Linked DNA regions of Mus musculus: regions 1, 2 and 3 are each linked to region 4. Evidence: chromatin contacts called from public HiChIP or PLAC-seq and promoter capture Hi-C data. All regions are on one chromosome and are shown on one strand. The core of a region is the stretch at or near the end of the contact, and the rest is flanking DNA. Distances in the headings are between cores, read along the strand shown. Region 1 holds the start of Chuk (conserved helix-loop-helix ubiquitous kinase). Region 2 holds the start of Scd2 (stearoyl-Coenzyme A desaturase 2). Region 3 holds the start of Hif1an (hypoxia-inducible factor 1, alpha subunit inhibitor). Region 4 holds the start of Fbxw4 (F-box and WD-40 domain protein 4).

Region 1 (3,104 bases), core at 123-2,622, 1.6 Mb after region 4:
CTAAAACAGTCTTGGAAACCTGAAGATTGTGGAGCCTGACAGGAACCATTTTACAGTTAAAAAAATTAAAAGGCCAGGTCTTTAATCTTAGCATTCTGCAGGCAGACCAGTGAGTTTTAAGGCCAGCCTGGTCTACATAATGAGTTCCAAGTCAAACAGGGCTATAGCAATAAACCTTGAGTTGCATTTTAATTATAGAATATTTAAAAAGCAAACTCACTGTAGAAACCAGTTTGAGTAATTTAGACAGAATTATCTTGGCTGGAGTTTTCAGCATCCCTCGAGTACAAATTATGAAACTGCATCCCACCTGTCACTCCTGGCTCTACCATACACAGCAAATGAGGTTTCATCCTGTTACATGACCGTCTCCTCTGCTCTAAAGATGCTCTCTCAGAGCCTCATTTCTATTACCTTCAAGTTTAATATTCCAATTCCATGAAAGATATGAAAATAATAGAAACCAGTTTATCGAATACCACTCACTATTAGTGACCCACAACATCGAATTGCATGCTGACGTTGAGAATTTGATTTTATGCTGACTCTTACACTTTTGAGTTATTAGCATCGCTAGCTTCAGCCCGGTACAAGCTTGTAATCCCAGTCTTGGAAAGACGGAGAAATACGTTCTAGTCCAGGCTGGACTGTATTGAGATCCTGTCTCAGAACAGGACACCTAGAGTCCATGAAGTGGATAACCCACTCAAATGGCTAGGTGGGTTGGCTTTCCCTGTGCAGCCCACCACTCAGAAGTATGCCTCTCTGGACCGAGAGCTCCTCCAGGCTTGTCTTTATAGCCCTGTGGTGCACCTCAGAAACAATTCCAACTCAAGTCGGAGAGAACAAGGCTGATAAACAGTAAGGTCGGTAGGGAGACTCACGAAGTCGCGAAGAAGAGTTTTCACTCTGGAATAAGTCACATCCTTGGTTGGTTTGGGATTATGGAGAGATTCTGATTTACAAGGCTAATGAATCAACAGGGCGGTTAGCGCAGTTTTCTTTAATACTTATGGTGGCCTTAACCGGTGCCGACCGGCGAGTGTGGTAGGATTCGAGGGGCAGAGGGCAGGGCTCTCAAAAAGATGAAATGTGAATGAGGTAGGGACAATGTGGATTTTAGAGTTTGGAGAGAGATCTATTTTAAATAAAAACACGTTGTATGAAACCTTCAAAGAACTAATTAAAAAATATCTATACAAACAAAAATAAAATAAATAGGAACCGCACGCACGATGGTCCTCGCAGGTTGGAAGTTGCCCAGGGCAAGCCGCTGGTGCCCAGTTTCCGGCAGCACCAATCCCAGGGTGATTCCAGGAGCTCGGGGCGGGACTCTGCATGCGGAAGCTAGCGGAAGTGACGCAGTCTCGCGAGACGGAGGACTCCGCAAGCCTCGGCGGCCCGGAACCGGCCTTAGACCGGCGGCGTTGCCTGAGGCGGCTGGCGCTCCCGCCCCATGGAGCGGCCCCCGGGGCTGCGGCCGGGCGCGGGCGGCCCCTGGGAGATGCGGGAACGGCTTGGCACCGGCGGTTTCGGGAACGTCAGTCTGTACCAGCACCGGGTGAGGCGGGGGGCGGGAGCCGTGGCGCGGGCTCTGTCTGGGCGTCCCTGGGACCCGAGCTGTCAGTCAAGGTGGGAGGAGTGGTGGTCGCGACCCTGGACGGGGCTGGGGGCTGGGGCAGTGAGCGAGGGCGAGCGATGGAGCATCCTGCGCTTGTGAGCCTGGGTGGCCGCGGTCCAGGTGTGTCGGAGGTCCCCGGGCAGTGAGTGACAGGCAGCTGTTGCAGCTGTGTGTGGTGATGAGGAGTCTGTACAAAGTCGAGTGCCGATGCGTGTTGTGTGTTTTGTGTATGTGTGTTGTGTGTGTCTCCGTGTGCCTGCTCACACTCCCTCGGGAGCGAGCGGTGTGATCCACTGGAGACTGGACTAGACGAGAAACCTTACGGGTGTGTCCAGAGTTGACCCTTGGGAAACATTGACAGACTTTGGAATTGGAGCGTTTCAGGTAAAAACCAGGGTGAGGGTAAGATGATGAAATCGATCCTTGCTTCGGAGGAAAGAAAATAGAGGGGTTTGTTCTGCAGAAGACAGCTAAGATCAGGCTCAGGAAATTTGTTTTGATTTATCGAAGAACATGTAACCGTTACAACAGCAGTTATTCCTGTCCTTAAAAGGTTTTCAAACTAACAGTCACTTTTCTTACTTTAACGTGTTGTTGTTAATGTTCGGGGTGGAACACAGGACCTTGCACATGCTAGGCAAATGGTCTACCGTTGGGTTACAGCCTCAGCCCTAGTTAATCATGTTTGAGTTGTGGGTCTTTTGAAAAGTCAGTAAAACGCATCTTTTCTCCGGAAAAAAAAATCATATCAATACAAGCCAGTGCATTATTAGTGAGGGTTTTGCTTTCCTGAAGGGTGTAAGGAATAGATCTTGAACACCAATCATTGTAGTATAGGATTTGTTGACTGTAAAATATTTAGAAGAATATACATACATTCTGGGCCTGCTTGAGAGTTGAGTCAGATGGTAACAGAGACGTTAGGAAGTACAAGATAGGTACTGTAATTCCGCTGATAGCTCTCCACTGTCAAGTTATGGCAACCCTCATTACTTGGACTTTTATAAAAGGAGCAGTAAGATAAAAATGGTGTTCTGGAACATCATATATGAGGAATACGTTTTAATTAGAAAAACAGTAAGCCAATTACAGGACATGAAATGATTTAGTTGATTGCTATATCAGGCGCTGATGGTACCCAAATCAACAAGAATAATATGTTCTACTCTGAAGGAGCTTTCCGTTTCAGAGAGGGGGTGGGCATGGTGGCATCCTCTTGTAATCCTAGTATCAAGGGTTCTGAGGCAGGAGGATTTGGAGTTTGAGACCTGACTGGGTGGCTTTCATATCGTGCTCAAGGCCGGTGTCAGTTACATAAGAAGGCCCTGTCTCAGAAATAAACATTAAGTACAGTTTGATACCCTAGGCACTGAAAGATGTCTTAGGGTTTTATTGCTGTGAAGAGATACCATGACCAAGGCAGCTTTTATAAAGCAAAACGTTTAGTTGGGGCTGGTTTCAGAGGTTTAGTCAGTTCTCACTT
Region 2 (2,857 bases), core at 136-2,635, 1.4 Mb after region 4:
CATCCTGATAGGTGGGGTCATATAGATCATCTTTTAGTTCAGGGCGAACATCTGCTCCCCAGTGGTGAGAACTCTTTTCAAACTTCTCGCCTCCATTCTGCTGTCCCCCAGAAGGTGGCGCTGTGATTGTGGTGGTGGCTGAGTAAGCGCCAGAGATCTGCAATGAGAGGGGGTGGAGAATTAGGGACTGCAGACGCGTGGGGGCAGCAGGGGTTACTTTCCCTCTAATATAACTGCGGGAGAGATGCAATAACGGCCATACCCCAGTGCCAAGGTTGCATGACTGTAGAGCGCACCAATGGAACACGGAAATGTGCAGGCCATCGGGAATAAGCCTTATGATGAAGGGGCAGGAAAGGACGCTTTATTAGCAGCACCCTTAGCAACTCACAAAGGAAAATCTGCGCATATCGAAAAGAGGTCAGGTTTTACTTTAAGAAACACAAGTTGGGACAATCAACTGTACTGAGTAAAAATCCGGTTATCACCCGGTCCAGAAACAATCTATCAAGGTTGAGCAATTCGGAAATGATGGCTAAATGCTCCCAGCTGCTCTGAACTCTCTCCAACCCTCAACAGCCACCCACCTAGAAGTCCAATCTGCAACCGCCAACCTGAGGAGGGGGTGGGGGGTGGGGTGTAAGCTCACCTCTTGCAGTATGTGGGCCGGCATCTTGGCGTCGGATGCTGGGGTCACGTTCCCAGGGATGAGAACGTGCAGCGAGCTTCAGACCTCAGCGACAAAGGGTGCTATGACTAAGTTTCTGCAGCCCGCTGCGCGGTACAAGCTCTGGGCCAGAGCTGGCAGTGGGGTATTAATGTCCTGTATATCCTTAGGTTCGTTATATTGATCAATGACCAGATAAAAAATCAAAAACTGGCTGGCCAGGGCAGCCGCGGGCGGAGATAAGGATAGAAAATGAGAGGACGCCAAAATCGCAGCTTGCAGCCACCGGTGTCCAGGAGTCAGAATACTGCAGACACCAACACCGCATTGTCCCATCCCTAGCCAAGCGGAGGGGGGCGATGCTAATGAGGCCTTCGTAAACTCTGGCTAGTCATTGGCCGATGGGAATTTGGTACCACCTCGTCCTGCTGCTCTCATTGGCTCTGCACAATCTGCTGTTCCCTCTGCCTCCAGCTCCGCCCCCCCCTCCTCCCTTCTTTTTCTGCTCCTGGCTTCTCACCCATCCCCCGCTGGTCCTCCACCCAGCCCCCACCCTGCCACGGGGGCGCTTCAGCGCTTTCTCTGGAAGAGAAGACCCAATCTAGCAGTGGGGGTTGGCTACCGGGGCAGGAAGACGCGGAGAGGTACATAAAGTGGGAAAGCCACTAGAGCGCCGACCACTTGCAACTCCATCCGGTCTTTGCATTTCCAGAGGCGCGTGGGAGGGGAAATGGCTACCACCAACAGAGAGCAAAGCTGAGAGGGGCCTCCCTCCCCAACAGGCGCCTCTGTAGTCCCTTTTGGAACAATGGCTCAGCCTTGCCCACCAGCTCCAGGATGCTTACCAGATAATAACTCGGAGCTCTGGTACTGTAATCAAGTTTTCATAGATCTGTGGCTTGCCCATTCACACTGGTCTGGGTCACCATGGTCACTGTGCACACTCCGAGAGCACAGCCAAGGTCAGTCAGCAGTATCTCAATCCCACCCCTCACCCCCCACTTCCCACCTCACGCCTTGCGAATACATGTGGCACCTTTAGGAGACTCTTTTGTTGAAAGTTTGCAGTTTGCTATCTGAAAACCGCCGAAAAGCATCTAGCCGAGGGAGCCTTATGTATGTGGAGTAGGAACAGAGAGTGGGTATTAAATTATTACTGCAAGGTTCTCTGTGACCGCTCAGTGGGTAGCCCTGTTCTTCCACTCTAAGCAGGAAGAAGGGGACATAGGGACATACGGAGATGGGATAAACTGTTCAGCCGGCAAGGGGAGGAGCTAGCTGTGCTGAAACGCTTTCAAGCCACTCCTCAGAGGACCCTATGACCCTTGAACCTTGGGTGCTCTGACCTAACACACCTCCCTCGCTGCCCCATCTTCTCTGGGGCCTGTGTTAACTCTTTCAAGAGATAGAACTTGTAGCCTATGCAGGCGGTGCATTCACAGAGTACCTTCTGTATCCAGGTCACCCCATTACTGTATCTCCCACCTCTAGGAAAAGGGGTTGATAGACATCTTGTCTTCTCAAGAAGAGAGATGCCAGGCATTTCCTGAGACCAAACCAGACCTCTTGCCTTCTGGTCTCAGGGGCTTGCCAACTCTCTGGCTTGTGACCAGACACCTCCATTGCAGGCCTGGCTCACTGACCATAGCCAAGAATGCTGAACAAGACCAGGTGTCCTCAGCAAATGGCTGGCGGAGGCTCAGAGGTACTGTGTGAAGTTATCTGGAGATGTCACTTCCCCCTGGGTTGTCTGCGTGATGTCTGATCTTTTACTAGCTGTGGGTTTGTCCTTTGTCCTTGGCTGTTAAAAACAAACTCCCTTAGACTGTGAGGCCTTTACAACAGATACTGGCTCCTCACGGTTCTGGGGGCTGGGTATCTATAGCAAAGCCCCAGCAGTTTGATTCTGCCAAGAATGGGCCTTTGATTCTTAGGTGGCCATCTCTGTGTTCAATGGGGAAGGGGTGAGCTTTGTCTCTGGGGTTTCTCTTTAAAAACAAACAAAAAGATTTAGTATTACTTGTAATTATACGGACATGTGTGTGTGTGTGTGCATATGCACACATGTGTGAAGGTACTTGAGAATGCTAGAGGTGGCAGGTTCCCAGGAACTGGAGTTGAGCAGTCTGTGTGGGAACTGAGAATCCAACTCTGGTGCTCTGAAAGAACAGCAAATGCTCTTAATGGCTG
Region 3 (3,246 bases), core at 598-3,097, 1.1 Mb after region 4:
AGCAATTCTCCAGGGACAATTTTATAATGTGGGACTGACTGCTGTCTGGAACCTATATAACTGGGCGGTCCTCAGAAGTGGAAATAAAAACAAAAAGGAAGAATCACTCTTCCAAATGATTTTGGACCAATAGAACAGTGTATCAAGCAATGTGTTCTGACCTTCCCAAAGCTAGAGGATCCTGATACCCCCAACCCAAATCATAAAGGACGGCTCAACTTTTTGTCCCTAGCCAGAAAAGTATTTGAGAATCAAGACTGTCAATTTCAGGGCTAAATCCAACAAGCAATTATTGCCTTACTCTGTGCACATGCGTGTGCGTGTGTGTGTGTGTGTGTGTGTGTGTGCGCGCGCGCGCGTGCGCGCTTTAAATGTCAAAAGGGCTGCAGAGATGGTTCATCGGGTAACAGCTGCAGTAGGAGACTGGGACCCACATGGCTCGGTTCCCAGGACCCACTTGGCAGTTAACAACTATTTGTAACTCCTTTGCAGAGAATGGAATGCCTTCTGCCCTCTACAGGCATTAAATACACATGGTGTGCAAGGCAAACAGGTAAACACTTTAATCTCAGCACTCAAGGCAGAGGCAAGAGGATCTTATCGAGTTTGAGGCAAGCCTAGTCTATATGGCAAGTTCCAGCCAGTCCAGTTAAGAGCTCCAGAGTGAGTCCCTGCCCCGCCCCCCCCAAAACAATAGCAACTAAATACAAACACCTGCACACATAAAACACAATCTTTTTTTTTTTTTCAAGAAATCAAAAGATCTTAAGTAAAAATCTTCCATTTTGAGCTTGAAATTTTCGAACCCTGGGACAGCCCTCCCAAACAGAACCGCACAATGATTTAACTGGACATATGCTATCAGGCTAGTATAAGTTCCACATAGGCACGGTCAAAGCCTTTCTTTCGTCTGACTGACCCTGCAAAACAACTGTCACTCTAACTACCAAAGACAGGAAATTGGACTCACAGTTCAAGGCTAATGCTGCCCTCATCCACTAAGCTAAAAAGAACCATCAAGAACTCAAAGCGCAGAGCAGAATATTCACTCGTGGAACCCAGAGGCTTGGAGGTGCCAATCTCTTCTTACCCAACTCCACCACACCTTCAAACAAGTACAGGAAAGCGGATGCCCTGGTTCTACTGACGGGGCAACTTACCGCTCTTCTCCCCCGCGCTGCTGTATAGCTTGTAGTTTCTCAACGAACTCATGAAATTTAATTTCCTCCCTGTTGGACCTTGGCTTAAAGTTCTGGAAATTGCCCATCTTCTTCTCATCATAGTATAAGAACTTATGGGTGCTGGCACTGTACACAGAGAAATCTCCGTTGCCAATATTCTCTTGCAGGTATTCGAGGTCCCACTTCAGTGCAGGATACACAAGGTTTGTGTCGGTCAGCACCACTGGCTCCTAAGCAAAAACATCAAAAAAAAAAATCAATGAAGTAATTCCAAGGCGCTAATATGTTCTTCTCGACGATATCTGTACTTGTCAAATTCACAACAGTGTCTCCTGTCACTCTCTCCTGACGTAGCATCTCCCTTTCCCGCCTCTCAAGCCTCTGTCCACAATCTGATCAGTGTGCCACCTCTCCGCTAACCGGGTCCCTTCCTCCACCCCCTTCAGCAGCAGCCCCGCCCCCCACCTCATTTTCGATGAGCTCTTCCGCCCGAGGGTCACTCTGGCTCAGACGTGGGATGGGCCTGGTCGGAAAGCTGTAACTTCGTAGCTGGGACTCATCCCAGGCGGGACCCGGAGCTTCGGCTTCTTCCCGGGCCTCTCCAGAGCCAGAGGCCGCAACCTCGGCTGCCGTCGCCGCCATCTCTACTCTAGGGACGGCCCCGCCGGAAGTGAAAGCTCCGCCCTTTCCGGAAGCAACAACAACGAACACCATAGAGATGGACTGCAAGAGAAACCGATCGAGACCTTTTAAGTAGGTGGGCGCCTAGGTTGAAGGAGCGCTCCCTAGCGGTGACCTGCAGGACTACAGTCTAGGCTCCATAAGGCCGACTCGCTTAGTTCCTTAGAAAAGGGACAAACAAGCCCACGAAATATTGCTGCCTCCCTATGTTCAAGCCTACAGAGGCAAAGACGGAGGCAAGTGTAATTAAGCTTTAAGCTTTACTCTCTCGGGTGGGGAGAGAAGCCAACGCTTAGATCCACTTAAGAAATCACTAGAAAAATCAGTTAGCACATAGACCTTGGGTAAAGCTGTCCTGAAGGCTTAGACAGATGATTAAGGACAAACTGAATTCATTCAGAATCTAGAGAAGATCAAGGGCTTATAGTTCCAATTACTCCAGACGCTGAAGCAGGAAGACCACTTGAATCCAAGAGTTCAGAGCCAGTCTGAATAACACAGCAAACCACCATCCCTTTAAAAAAAAAAAAAAGTAATATAAAATCCATTTTTGTTCAGTATTATTTGATTTTTCTGCATATAGCACTATCTCACCTACTTAAATCTAATCTTGCAATGAGACCAATGTTATGCAACCACAGATATTCACATTTTCCAACAATACATACTGGTTATAAGAGAAGGTATTAATTGTTTTGTTTGCTTACTAGACTATTCTTTTTTTTTAAAAGATTTATTTAATATTATACATAAGTACACTGTAGCTGACTTCAGATGCACCAGAAGACAGCGTCAGATCTCACTATGGGTGGTTGCTGGGATTTGAACTCAGGAACTTTGGAAGAGCAGTCAGTGCTCTTACCCGCTGAGCAGTCTCGCCAGCCCTTACTGGACCATTCTAATGAATACCTACAGGAGGCCAAGATTGTCATCCCATGGTGTACATATCCTATTTAAGTCTCTCCCCTTAAAATGACAGTAGGAACTGCATCTATGACAGGGTGGTGTCCCTGTAGTTAGGTAACATTATATGGCAAATATGTAGTCAAAGTCCCTAACCAGTCAAATTTGAGGTCATCAAAATGGAGACTTATCTTGAGTAGGGCAGACATTATCTCTCTAGCCCTTTAAATCTGGAAACATTAGTTAGAGACAAAAGGCTTGGGGATTTGAATCCATAATACATGCTCTCTGGTTTGCCTTGAATATATATGTATATTCATATACACACACACATATATATGCATATATTTCAGAAAATGACAAGTGAATTCTTTACAAGCTGAGAAAGACTATTGGCTAATAGCCAACAAAAATATGGGAAGTGTAGCCCTATAAATTCAAGTAATTGAATTTGACCAATAACTGCTATGCTTATAAAAGG
Region 4 (2,946 bases), core at 412-2,911:
CAATCATTTTTATATGGATTTTTGGGTTGTTTTCAAGACAGTCTGACTACAGACAGACCAGGCTGGCCTTTAAATTGTGATTTCACTGCCTCCTAAAGTGCTGGGATTACAGGTGTGTCCCACCACTCCTTGGTTCTTATATAGAGTCAAGAAAAGGAAACTTATTTTGCCTTTTTCCCCCCTTTTGGAGACAGGGTCTCAGTATGTAGCCCTGGCTGGCCTGAGATCTGCCTGCCTCTGGCTCCTCAGCTCTGGGACTATTAGCATGTTCTACCACGCCTGGCTCTCCTAAGTCTTACTTCCTAAGTGCTGTCTAATAGAGAAATAACACGGAATACAAAGATTTCTAACAATTATACGAAATATACTGAATTCAGTTCAGTATGTCCAGACTACTAATAATTAACATGTAGTTTAGAATTATGTAAGACATCTCACATTCTTTTTCCTGTCTAGCTCTTCAAAATCAGCTGTGTACCTCACTTATGCTTACAGCACGCTCAGACCTGGAGACCCTGCCTTTCACACACACAGAAAGAAGCCACATGTGATTAAAGTGGCCCCACAGATCCAATGGGACAGCATCGATCTGTACTTCTGAAGCTTAGATTGGTTCAGGTGGATCCAGTGGGTGGTATGGGAAACGGATCCCTAGTAATCTTGTAGATTCAGCTCTGCCTATGTAACGGCTACTAAAAAACCCCTGCTTGGCCACGTGCTGCTTCGTTTGGGAGCTGCGGACTCAGGATCTAGAAGGTTGGTTTTACCTCCCTCATTGTTGTCGAATCATACTGGGACAACCTACAGGACCTTGGTTGACATCCTTCGTGAGACCAAGGGCAATGGAACTTTCTAACGTCTGGCTTGCATTTTTTTAAGAATCTGGTTTGTGGCTTGTGGAAAGAAGGCATCAACCTGGGGAAGAGGAAGCCTCATGGGACCAAAAGGCCCCTTGAGGGCAGAGGCTCAACTTTGATAGTTCCTGAAGCCACAGGCTCCTCTTGTGACGTAGGTGGGAGTTTTCTGTGAACCTTTCAGCAATCTGTCTGTCTGTCTGTCTCTGTCTTTTTAATTTGGACAGTCTCTTGCTCTGTAGGCCAGGCCGGCCTTGAACTCATGGCCATCCTCCTGCCTTAGCCTCATGCCGGGATCACAGACGAGAGCCATCAAGCTCGCTTTCTCCATCCGGTCTTGAAGACACACGCTTCAACTAGATGTTCCTGGTGCTCCAGAAGATGGGGATGTCAGTGACCAGGTTGGGGTTCGCACCCCGAAATACAGGCGTGAGGGGCGGGTCTCGGCTTGGGCCCGCGCCGCCCCATGTGACCCGGTCCGACGTGGTGTCGCCTCCTCTCGAGGAGGCGGTGGCGTCTTCGGCTGTGCGTCGAGCCGGCCCCGCGGCCGCTCATGAGCAGCCAGGGCCGCTCGGGTCCCCCCGGGAACCGCGGGCCCAGGGAAGGCGAGGGCGGGGAGGCGAGGAAACTGCAGGAGGCGAGGGTCGCGCGGGGAAAGCAAGGGAAAGGGAAAGGGAAGGGGAAAGCAGGTACCGGGCACGGCGGAAGAGGAAGCGGGGCGGAAGGAAAGCCGGGCCTGCAGCCGGAGAGGAAGGCAGCGGGGCCGGCGGCTGAGGCAGGCCGGGGACAGGAAGGCGAGGGAGGCGAGGAGGAAAGGCCGAGAAGCTCCGGGAAGCGGGATGAGGGCAGCGCAGAGCCGGGGAAGGAGGAGCGGAGGGTCGGGGCCGGGCGGCGGGAGGACGACAGCCTGGAGAGAGGACAGGAGCAGGGACCTCAGGCGTGCGGCGGCATCCCGGGAACCCGGACGGCCATGGCGGAGGACGCGGCGGAGGATGCCGCAGCGGCGGCCGTGGAGCCGGCCACCCGTCCGGCCGCGGGGCCCGCGCTCTGGCGCCTGCCGGAGGAGCTGCTGCTGCTCATCTGCTCCTACCTCGACACGCGGGCCCTCGGCCGCCTGGCCCAAGTCTGCCGCTGGCTGCGGCGCTTCACCAGCTGCGACCTGCTCTGGCGCCCGATAGCCCGGGCCTCGCTCAACACCGGCTTCACGCGGCTCGGCACCGACCTGTAAGCGCCCGCTCGCCCGCCCGCTCCCCGCCCCGGGCCGGCCAGCGTCCTGGGAAAGGGCGGGGCGCCGAGGCCTGGTCGGCTCGGGACCGTGTGGCACCCGGAATACTGAAGCCCAGACTTGCCCCCCACCCCCTCCCTCTCCCCTCCCCCAGCACCCTCGAGGAATACTGGTGTCACCCCTCTTCAAGATTCCCCAACCCGAGGAAACTTCCGGAGAGCATTCCTCAGTCGGCACCCTCCCCCGTGGGCGGCTACTCACAGTTAGCCATCCTAAAATGAGTATTCCCAAAGGTTTGGCTCCCTGGGTTCCTTGCCCTGTGTCCTGTGCGACAGACAGGACCTGAAGGGTGACTCCTGCTGGTTCTAGGGCCCAGGCCCAGGTCCACCAACGTGGTTTTTGTGGCCTTTCGTCCTGCCCACCCTCTCAAAGGTTGTTAGGTTTCAGGGCTCAGATCAAATTAAATGTGCAGAAAAGGGCTCAGAACCTTAAAAAAACAAAAACAAAAACAAACAAAAAAACCTTTCAGTTCCATTGTCAACCTATTTTAGGACTTAATTCAGGTGGAAGGACCCACAAAAGATGTCTGTGTGAGGCATCAAGTTGGATTTGGGGTAGGCGGTATCCAAGATAGGCAGTTTGACCTAGTAATATCTGAGACCCGTGGATGCAAACCATTCCTAAAACACTCAGGCTGTTAAACAGGAAGGGGAGAGCGTGTATGACAGTCACAGAACTGGTCAGGATAAACGCTTTCAGACTGCACCCTGCTCTTGCTTTGTTGTAACATATGCGAATATAATAAAGTTTTAAAAAACCGTAAGAAATGATCATTTGATGCACTCCTATTTCCATTTTAAAAGTTTT

The links. Promoter capture Hi-C pulls out the DNA fragments that hold promoters and counts their contacts. HiChIP or PLAC-seq counts read pairs in DNA pulled down with a chosen protein or histone mark.
Region 1: a contact with region 4 is called in a promoter capture Hi-C map of liver, with 3 times the contacts expected there. The contact joins the promoter of Chuk here to the promoter of Fbxw4 in region 4. A contact is called at or near these places in 2 of 39 promoter capture datasets (hippocampal neurons and liver).
Region 2: a contact with region 4 is called in a FOXA1 HiChIP or PLAC-seq map of pancreatic cancer cells. The contact joins the promoter of Scd2 here to the promoter of Fbxw4 in region 4. A contact is called at or near these places in 1 of 39 promoter capture datasets (liver) and 1 of 115 datasets of contacts at active chromatin or transcription factors (pancreatic cancer cells).
Region 3: a FOXA1 HiChIP or PLAC-seq map of pancreatic cancer cells shows a contact between it and region 4. The contact joins the promoter of Hif1an here to the promoter of Fbxw4 in region 4. A contact is called at or near these places in 3 of 39 promoter capture datasets (hippocampal neurons and liver) and 1 of 115 datasets of contacts at active chromatin or transcription factors (pancreatic cancer cells).

The regions. Positions count from the first base shown.
Region 1 is chr19:44,105,745-44,108,848 of GRCm38.p6, reverse strand. Chuk (conserved helix-loop-helix ubiquitous kinase) reads left to right here and starts at 1,372. Exons shown (of 21, transcript NM_007700.2): 1 at 1,372-1,561. The coding sequence starts at 1,457. It overlaps Cwf19l1 (CWF19-like 1, cell cycle control (S. pombe)), which reads left to right. Exons shown (of 14, transcript NM_001081077.1): 14 at 1-212.
Region 2 is chr19:44,292,204-44,295,060 of GRCm38.p6, reverse strand. It overlaps Scd2 (stearoyl-Coenzyme A desaturase 2), which reads right to left and starts at 1,385. Exons shown (of 6, transcript NM_009128.2): 1 at 650-1,385; 2 at 1-157. The coding sequence starts at 673.
Region 3 is chr19:44,561,455-44,564,700 of GRCm38.p6, reverse strand. Hif1an (hypoxia-inducible factor 1, alpha subunit inhibitor) reads right to left here and starts at 1,847. Exons shown (of 8, transcript NM_176958.3): 1 at 1,647-1,847; 2 at 1,161-1,411. The coding sequence starts at 1,823.
Region 4 is chr19:45,658,908-45,661,853 of GRCm38.p6, reverse strand. Fbxw4 (F-box and WD-40 domain protein 4) reads left to right here and starts at 1,661. Exons shown (of 9, transcript NM_013907.2): 1 at 1,661-2,078. The coding sequence starts at 1,825.